2 separate regions of the Sus scrofa genome follow, and region 1 is linked to region 2. Evidence: chromatin contacts called from public Hi-C data. All regions are on one chromosome and are shown on one strand. Each heading gives the region's core, a stretch centred on a gene start, on an enhancer-like site or on the middle of the called end of the contact. The rest is flanking DNA. Distances are from core to core; before and after follow the strand shown. Region 1 holds the start of LOC110260907 (wiskott-Aldrich syndrome protein family member 1-like). Region 2 has its middle 41 kb from the start of PLCG2.

Region 1 (4,195 bases), core at 1,537-4,036, 190 kb before region 2:
TCCTTCTCTTTTTGTGGCTGAGACCCCAGAGCCATCAGCAGCTGCCACTTGGAGGCTTTGACCTGGAGCCCTCACTCACGGAGGAGACCGAGCTCCAACCTGACATCCTTGAGCTGTCGCCTCCGGGAAGCCCTCCCTGGTCCTCAGCGGCAGGCGCCCATCCTTCTTGGAACGTTGGTTAGCCCCACTCACCAAGCCCACTGTTGTCTATTTCCTTTCTACCCTATTCCCCGACTTAGAAAGGGAGTTCTCAGTCCTCAGTCTTCTTGTCTTGGAAGTGGGCACATACAAATGTAAAAGGTAGTTTTCTGCATTCCTCCCTCCACCCCCCCAGCTCTGAGACGTGACTGATGAGGAGAGGAGCGAAGGGAGCAGGGTCCTGTTCCAGGCCCGGGGAGTGGGAGAGCCAGGGACTGGAGGTAGGGGCTGCAAGATGCTGCAAATCCGGGGTAGTGAGCTCAGCTGTGTCTCAGTTCTTTCTTCTGTAAATTGGGGAGAATGGTGGGACCTTCCTTCCAGGGTCGGTGTGGGCCCTGGGTGAGTGAACACACGTAACAGGTGTTAACAGAGCCTGGCCCCTAGTCAGTGCTGTGGTTATTGGTACTAATCATTGCATTTAGTTCATTATAAAATAAAGTCAATATTTATTGGGCCTACTGTTGTGCTCTGGATACAGACATGAACAAAACAAACAACAGCCCCCCACCCCCACCCCCGATGCCTTTGTGGTCCGTACTAGTTGAGGGAGACTGTCAGGAAATGGATAAATGAGTAAAATGAATGGATGCATGCGGGGGGGGGGGGGTGCAGGGCTTCTGCAAGAAAGGGTTTTGTGATGTGCAGTTGGGTAATAAACCTTTGTGTGATTTCAGCCTCAGGGCTCTTCCTCACAAGAGAAGGTTCATAAGGCCGTACTGTCCAGGTCGAGGTAAAGGTCAGCCCCACAGGGACCCCCGGGACCCATTCAGAGGCTCCAGGGGACGCAGTTTGAAAACCAGCACTCTCAGTGAAAATGGTCAGAGCCCAAGAAGAACATTCTGTTAAACAGAGAGGCGGGCAGGGGCGAGCAGCAGGTGTAGGAGGGAGAAACCAGCACCCGTTGGAAGCAGTGCCTGGGGCCACCTGCTCCCGTAGTGGCAGGTGAGCTGGGAGTTGGACAAGGCCCTGAAAGTAGATCACGGATGTACTTTAAGGGGTGTCCGGGGCCCCTGGATGGTTGCCATTTATAAGAATGGCCTCCCGTGGGAGGACCTGCCACGTGTCTCATGAGCTCTGCTCTCAGCCCCGTGTGGGGCCTCCCACCCCAACCCCTACTGGGGGATCGATCCTTGCCCCCATGGAAGAGCTTGGGGCCCCGCCAGGTTGAGCCACTTGTCCAGGGCCACCTGAAGTCAGGACTGCTAAGTGTGGTAGGCTGGGGGCCTAAGGGACCATTTCCACAGAGCCCCTGAACCCAGCTGGCAGCTTCTGGAAGGGTCTCCGGGGACAAGGGGACTTCCTCTCGCTGTCATTGGCTTGAACTCTGCACAGCACACTTTGAGAAGTCACGTGATAGCACATCCTCCCCGCGATGTCCCAGCCCCTGGGGGGCTGGGTAGCTGGCACCTGGCTCACCTCAAACCCCAGGGGAGGTGAGTGGCACGGACACCAGTTTTCAGAATTTACACTGAGGCCCCGTCATGGAGATGCCAGGCCTGCCTTGGCTCTGGGCTGGTGGAGCCTGGCCTGGAGCCTCCGCCTACCCTCTGCCACGTGGGTCCTTCTCAAGTGTGGCATGTGCCTGCTAGGCCAGTGCTTCCCTTTGCTGTGGCTCCTCTGGACACTAAGTTTCGGTTTCCTTGCCATTGTTCTCTGTTCATTCATCCCTGCCCGTGTGTTCGCTCGTTCGCCCATTCATTCTCAGAACAGCGCAGCGGCGGAGGGGGCAGCCACAGATACAAAGCCGAGGGTCTCTGGGCAAATTACTTCATCTGTTTCCTCATCGGAGAAAACGAGGGTGCCACTCCTCCCAGGGCTGCCGGGAGGGTTAAAGGAAATAATGCGTGTGTGTCCAGTGGGTGGCCCGCGTACCGTCGTGTCTCTGTCCCTCCCCTGCTCGCGCTCCCCCTTTCCGACCCTCCTGTAAAACTTGCTGAGGCACCAGGTTGAAGCAGACGTGGTCCTTGTCGCCGGCCTTGATGGCGTGGGTTACCTTTCCCCACTGCCAGTTGGCCCGAGGGGTCCTTCTGGGCATCTGGCCACTGGTGACGGCCCAGGCTGCTCAGAGCTGCCTTTCACCACGGGTGGGGGCGGCCCGCGCGCATGCGTGCTCCCCAGGCATCCCTTGCGCGCCCGCACGCGTACACACGTGTCTTCCCACTGACCCATGAGCAGCACGTGTCTTGGGCCGTCGCACACACTTCCTCCCTTGGGCATCGGGCATCGTGGGTACAGGTAGCACACGTGTTCCAGAATGGCACATGCCTGCACACCAAGCGTCTCCTTGCCCGCGTGTGCAGTTGCCCTTATGTGTCCTTCCTCCACTGGGCACACCTCTCGGGTGTCCCCAGGTGTCCACGCCTAGCTGTGTAAGCGCTCATCTGCAGGCAAGGGTTTATTTCTTCACCACACATGTATGTAGCGTTTGCTCAGGCCCATCTAGGTGCTTTACAACTGCGAATTCGTTTCACCCCCTAACGACACTGAGACGCCCACTTCTATTAGCCCATCGTCCAGATGAGCAAACAGCCCTGGAGAACTTAGGTCACTTGCCCAAGGCCACACGTCCGTGCAGTGTAGGCCAAGATTCAGTCCCCCTCCACGGCTCTGAACCCGATCTGATGCCGTGCCCGTGAAGGTGTGTGGGCCTGCGCCGGGCTCACCGTGTAAATGCGTGCAGGCGTGGGTACACCTTCTCAGTGTGCACACGAGACCACGTTCTCCAGGTCATGGGTGCACAACCTCCATGTGCGCGGAAGGACTCAGGTGCTGGAGAACAGGCTTGTGTCTGCACACGCACACCACTCACACACACATACGTACACGCTCACATGGGCCCTCAGTCTCCATCTCAAGTCCCAGGCTCCAGCTCCCTTTCCCAGAGCCCCTTCCAGATTGTTCTCCATTTCCTCACTCTCAGTCCGCTGGAGAGGGAAGTGAATCTACGGGTCTGGACTCGCCTGCCTCGGCCACCCCTGCTCACCCGCTTGCTGGCTCTGTGGGGGGCCTGGAGCCCCAGAGCTCTTCCCTCTGCCAGAGCCCCCACTGGGCTCCCTTCCCGCCCATCTTCTGGGCTGGTCCGCACCCCAGGAATCTGGGCTCCTCCAGGCTGCACTGGGCTGGGGACAGGACGCATCCCCGGGGAGCAGAGTGACTGGACCGGAGGCCTCCCACGTGTTCCTGGCAGGAAACGCATTTCCTCCTCTGGCCCTTCTCTTCCAGGCACTTGTCCCTCGCCTCCCTTCCAGCTCATCTGCCCGCCCCCACCCCGCTGGGCTTCTGCGTCTGACCGTCAGCGGCTCCCAGCCCTGCCCAGTTTCAAGCCTGGGCTTGTGGGCCTGGGCGAGACTCTCCTGAATTGGCCTCATCAGAAGTACCCAGACTTCGAGCCAAGACCCCAGCGTCCTTGGCCTCCGCCCTGGGTCACCGGCACCTTTACCTGTCTCTGCGCCTTGCTTGGCTCACCCCCGTATCCACTCTTTCCCTCTCCAGACGTTCCCAGCCAGGAGCCAGGGCCCAGGTCCTCCCTCTGCACTCAGCCGTCACCGGCCGCTCCTGGTCTCCGTGCCTCCTCCCTCTCTCCCTCCCTCCCGTGTGCTGCCAGCTCCAGGCCTGGCCCTTTGTTCCAGCTGATGGCTGGTGCTGCCCGAGCACTGCTGCTCCCAGAGCCGTGGGCTTTCCCTGACCTTGTAACTTTGCTTTTGGTGAATTTTGGTTCTTCATCAAGATGCTCTGCTGCCCTCCCCCCTTTCCCTCCCCTCCCCCTTTCCCTCCCCCCTCTCTTTTTCTCCCTCTTGTTTTTCTGTGTGCTGAGCACTTTGTCCAGCCCTGAGCACTACTTCTTTGAATTGAATTAACAAAAGAAAGCCCTAAGGAACTGAGAAATCACTTGATTGCACAGGTGTCCTTTGCCAGTTGGTTACAAAGTTTTTATGAGCAAATCTGGTGGTTATCCTTTGGAAAATAAGCAAAGGCAAACCACTTCCTGCCGCTTCCA
Region 2 (3,822 bases), core at 1,122-3,621:
TCAGCCTGAAGTTGCCATCCTCCACCTGGGTGGAGCCTTAGTCCTGCCGAAGAATTCAAAGGTATTGCTAGGTCTGTTCCTTGAGGAGGAACCAGGACCCTGGCCCGTGGCTGCGCTGCAGCCTCTTGACTGCTCCTCCTCGTCTCTGTGTTCTGACCCTTCCCGGGTTAGCAACTGTCCGGGGCTGCCCTTTGGAAGTCAGGGAACGTCAAGGAGGCTGAATGAAGCCGATTTCCTACAAATTAAGAAAAACGGAACCCAGGAAGGGCTTGTCGGGTGAGGGCAGCCGCTCGCAGGCTCCTGCTCCGTTTCAAGACCACCCCAGAGCTGTCTGGGAGGGACCGACACAGGGAAGGCACCCAGGCTGGACCCCCTGGTGGGTGTGGGGGGCTCCTGCAGCCCTGATGTCCAGAGCCGCCAGGTTCACGGGTGTGGCCTCAAGTCCCCCTGGAAAGCCTTTGTCTATTTTAGTTGATTTTTGAAAAGCAAAGTATATTCATATTTAAGGTAAAGACTTGTAGATCATAACCATGCATTTACATGGTATGAATGAATGAATGAAAAATTCCAACCCAAAGAAAGGAGTTCCCATTGTGGCTCAGTGGGTTAGAATCCCGACTAATATCCAAGAAGATAGGGTTTGATTCCTGGTCTTGCTCAGTGGGTTAAGGATCCAGCATTGCCACAGGCTGCGGGTGTAGGTCACAGAAGCAGCTCAGATCTGGCGTGGCTCTGGCTGTGGCATAAGCAGGCAGCTGCAGCTCCAATTGGACCCCTAGCCTAGGAACCTCCATGTGCCACAGGCGTGGCCCTAAAAAGAGAGGGAAAAAAAGGAAGAAGAAAGGAAAGCAGCTCTGCAAGCGAACGAGGGGCGGTGGGCTGCCCATCCGACCTACATCTAACGTCAGAGGCTGGGCAGCGAGCCTGGAATCTTGACATCAAGCTGAAGACAATCAAGTGTGTATCTGGGGCGGCTCAGCCACTGTCTCACTCAGAGTCTGTGCCCTGTGAGATGTGGATCCCATAACAGACCCAGGTCCTTCCACCCAGTGCCCATCATCCCACCCAGGAGAGCCCCTCTCCTCCGCTTCCCATAGCCTTCCATTCAGACACCCCTTCATTCATTCACTGAGCAAGAACCTTGAAAACGCTGCTGAGTGAAAGATGGTCAGGTCCACAAATTATAAGACTCCAGCCATCTGAGCGTCCAGCACAGGAAATGTATGGTGGCAGAAAGTCAGCTAAGAGTTGCTTAGGGCCGAGGGGTCGGGGAAAGGCCAGTGAGAGCTGCGGGGTAGAGGTTTCTTTTTAGTGATGACAACACCTAACATCGACTGTGGTGTTGCCTGCACAGCTCTGTAAATAAGCTAAAAACCATATGTACACTTGACTTAGGTGGATTGTATGGTATGTGAATTATGTCTCAATAAGCCAGTTTTTTAAAAAAAGTATACATTAAGCACCTCCTGTGTGCCTGGCACACTGCCTCCACTGCATACAGTCAGGGAAGAGGCAGCCATTAGACAAATAATCCCACACAGCTTTTTTTTTTGGCTGCACTCATGGCATGAGAAAGTTTCCAGGCCAGGGATTGAACCCGAGCTCTGGCAGCGATCTGAGCCACAGCAGTGACAACACCAGATCCTTAACCTGCTCAGCCACCAGGGAGCTCCCACAAACCTGTAAGCACACAACAGTGGTGCACAGAGCTAAAATGGAGCGAGCCCAAAATGGCCAGCCGGGAGGGAGATGGAGGAGGGAACAGCCATCCAGGCAGAGGAAGGGCAAGGGCGGAGGCCCTGAGGCAGTGTCTGGCCTTGGAAGGAACAGACTCTTAGGAGGCAGAAGTGTGGGGTCCCTGGCAGCAGGAGAGACAGGCAGGGCCCCTTAGGTCCTAGTCCTCGCAGTAGAAGGTTCCAGAGCAGAGGCTGAGTCTTGGGGAAGGGGGATATGATAATTTGGGAGTAGTTTCCATAAGCCCTGGGCTTTCAGTGGAAGGGACCAGAGGGAGCAGAGGTTGAGGTGGGAGGGACCTAGCTCCTCCTCCCGCATTCTCTTAAAATGTGCTTTCTCCCCGGGAGGGAGCTTCCTGTTACTGAAACAGGAAGTAAAGGCTGCTTCGCCAGCAGCCGGCGGAGAGCGGGCTGAGGACAAAGGGCCGGGAGGAAGCCGGGATCGGAAGGCGGCTGGCTCGGCTCACACCTTTCTGGCTCAGTGCACACCTGTCTGCCTCTAGTGGCCAGGACAAGACCGAGAGGAGGGCAGGGCAGCAGCTCTAACGCCCCAGATGTCCCAGCTGCTGCAGAACGAGGCTGGGGTTGCACCAGGCCGAGCTGGGGGCGGAAGGCAGCGTTCGGGGACTCCGGGCCCGTGACGTCAGTGTTGCCATGGAGACCCCCGCTGCCATCCGCACGTGTTGCAGCTTCAGGAGACCCTCGGGCTGGCGGGGACGGCTCTGCGGGGTTGAGGGAAGCTGCGAGACAGCCCTGGACCCCACCCCCACCCCCCAGGCCTATGGCTCTGCCCCCGAGGGCGGCCCGCGAGAGGGCAGGGTGCCAGTACCAGGAGGGGCTCCCTCCAACCCTCCATCCGCACCCCGAAGCCCGTCGACCAGACACATCTCCTCTCTTGCAGTCAGGGAGATGCCTTGGCGTAAAACGGCTCCGGCCTCCTCCGCGGCCCTTCCCCCAGTAGCGGCCCCCCCGCGCCCCCACACTCCTAGCGCCGTTGTTTTATCTCTAATGGCCCTTGGTTAAGGAACCTTTCCCGAGGCCTCCGAACACTGCCAGCTCCTGGGATCCTCAGCCCGGACCCAGCGAGGGGAGCTGGCCCCCTGCACAGGGATGGAGCCTGCCGGGGAAACGCGGTTCTCTTTGTCTCTAAATCTTGTTTCCCGATGGCCTTCTTTCCAATTTCTCTTTCTTTTTCTGGAGGTTCCCCGGGCCGGGGACTGAACCCAAGCCACCGCGGTGGCACGAGAGACTTCCTCCAGTTTCTTAAAGACACCTTTGGTAGCAAAATGTCCAGGCTACTTGAGAACTTAAATTTCACCTTCATTTCATGCCTCTTCCCCTTCCTGAGTCCCTACCTCCTCCTAAGTGGGGTGGGGGGGAAAGAAAGCTTGAAGGTAGATGCGGACTAAAGTGTTTTTGTCCTTGACCTTGTCTGGTCATTGTTGGCTGGCCACGGAGGTGCTGATTAAAAAAAAAAAAAAAAGCACAAAAGCACTAGCTAGAATTTGGGAGTTGTTTTATGTGAGGCCATGACTGAGGCCAAGAAGGCAGCCTCTCAGCGCTGAGGGACTGTCCTTAGGGGACATGGAGGAGCCAGGATACACAGGAGTTTTGCGGGCGGGGGGAGGAAAAGAAGCAAAAACATATAGTAGAGAGATTATAAAAGACTACTGCTAATCGCTCAAACCGGACATTGTAAATTAATGATTTTGGTGCCTTTCTATGTATGGGGAGATGCTGGAGTCTGGGCTTGATGAAATCATTCCTTTGATAGGCATCCTTAACTCTCTAGGGCCAAGTACCCTGTTTTTCTCCAGCCCCGATTCCCCTCAAGGTGCATCATTAGGAGTTCCCTTCGTGGCTCAGTGGCTAATGAACCTGACTGAGATCCATGAGGTTGTGGATTCGATCCCTGGCCTTACTCAGTGGGTTAAGGATCCAGCATTGCTGTAGGTCCCAGATGAGGCTAAGATACCGCGTTGCCCTGGCTCTGGCGTAGGCCGGCAGCTACAGCTCGGATTCAGCCCCTAGCCTGGGAACCTCCATATGCCATGGGTGTAGCCCTAAAAAAAGGGAAAAAAAAGAAAAA

What was found. Hi-C and Micro-C count contacts between places; a contact is called where the count stands out from the background.
Region 1: a contact with region 2 is called in a Hi-C map of skeletal muscle, with 4 times the contacts expected there. The contact joins the promoter of LOC110260907 here to the enhancer-like site in region 2. A contact is called at or near these places in 2 of 47 Hi-C or Micro-C datasets (embryonic fibroblasts and skeletal muscle) and 2 of 2 datasets of contacts at active chromatin or transcription factors (alveolar macrophages and skeletal muscle).

Annotation. Positions count from the first base shown.
Region 1 is chr6:6,832,349-6,836,543 of Sscrofa11.1, reverse strand. It overlaps LOC110260907 (wiskott-Aldrich syndrome protein family member 1-like), which reads left to right and starts at 2,786. Exons shown (of 1, transcript XM_021093762.1): 1 at 2,786-4,195. The coding sequence starts at 2,928. The coding sequence ends at 4,055. All of the region lies in intron 1 of CMIP (C-Maf-inducing protein), which reads left to right.
Region 2 is chr6:6,642,055-6,645,876 of Sscrofa11.1, reverse strand. No RefSeq gene overlaps it. Among named protein-coding and RNA genes, the nearest start is that of PLCG2, 41 kb to the right of the region's middle. Within about 2 kb of position 2,371, at least 52 of the 83 cell types and tissues checked have an H3K27ac peak or open chromatin away from gene starts, as enhancers often do. A contact at or near this core is called in alveolar macrophages, embryonic fibroblasts and skeletal muscle, where this site is marked.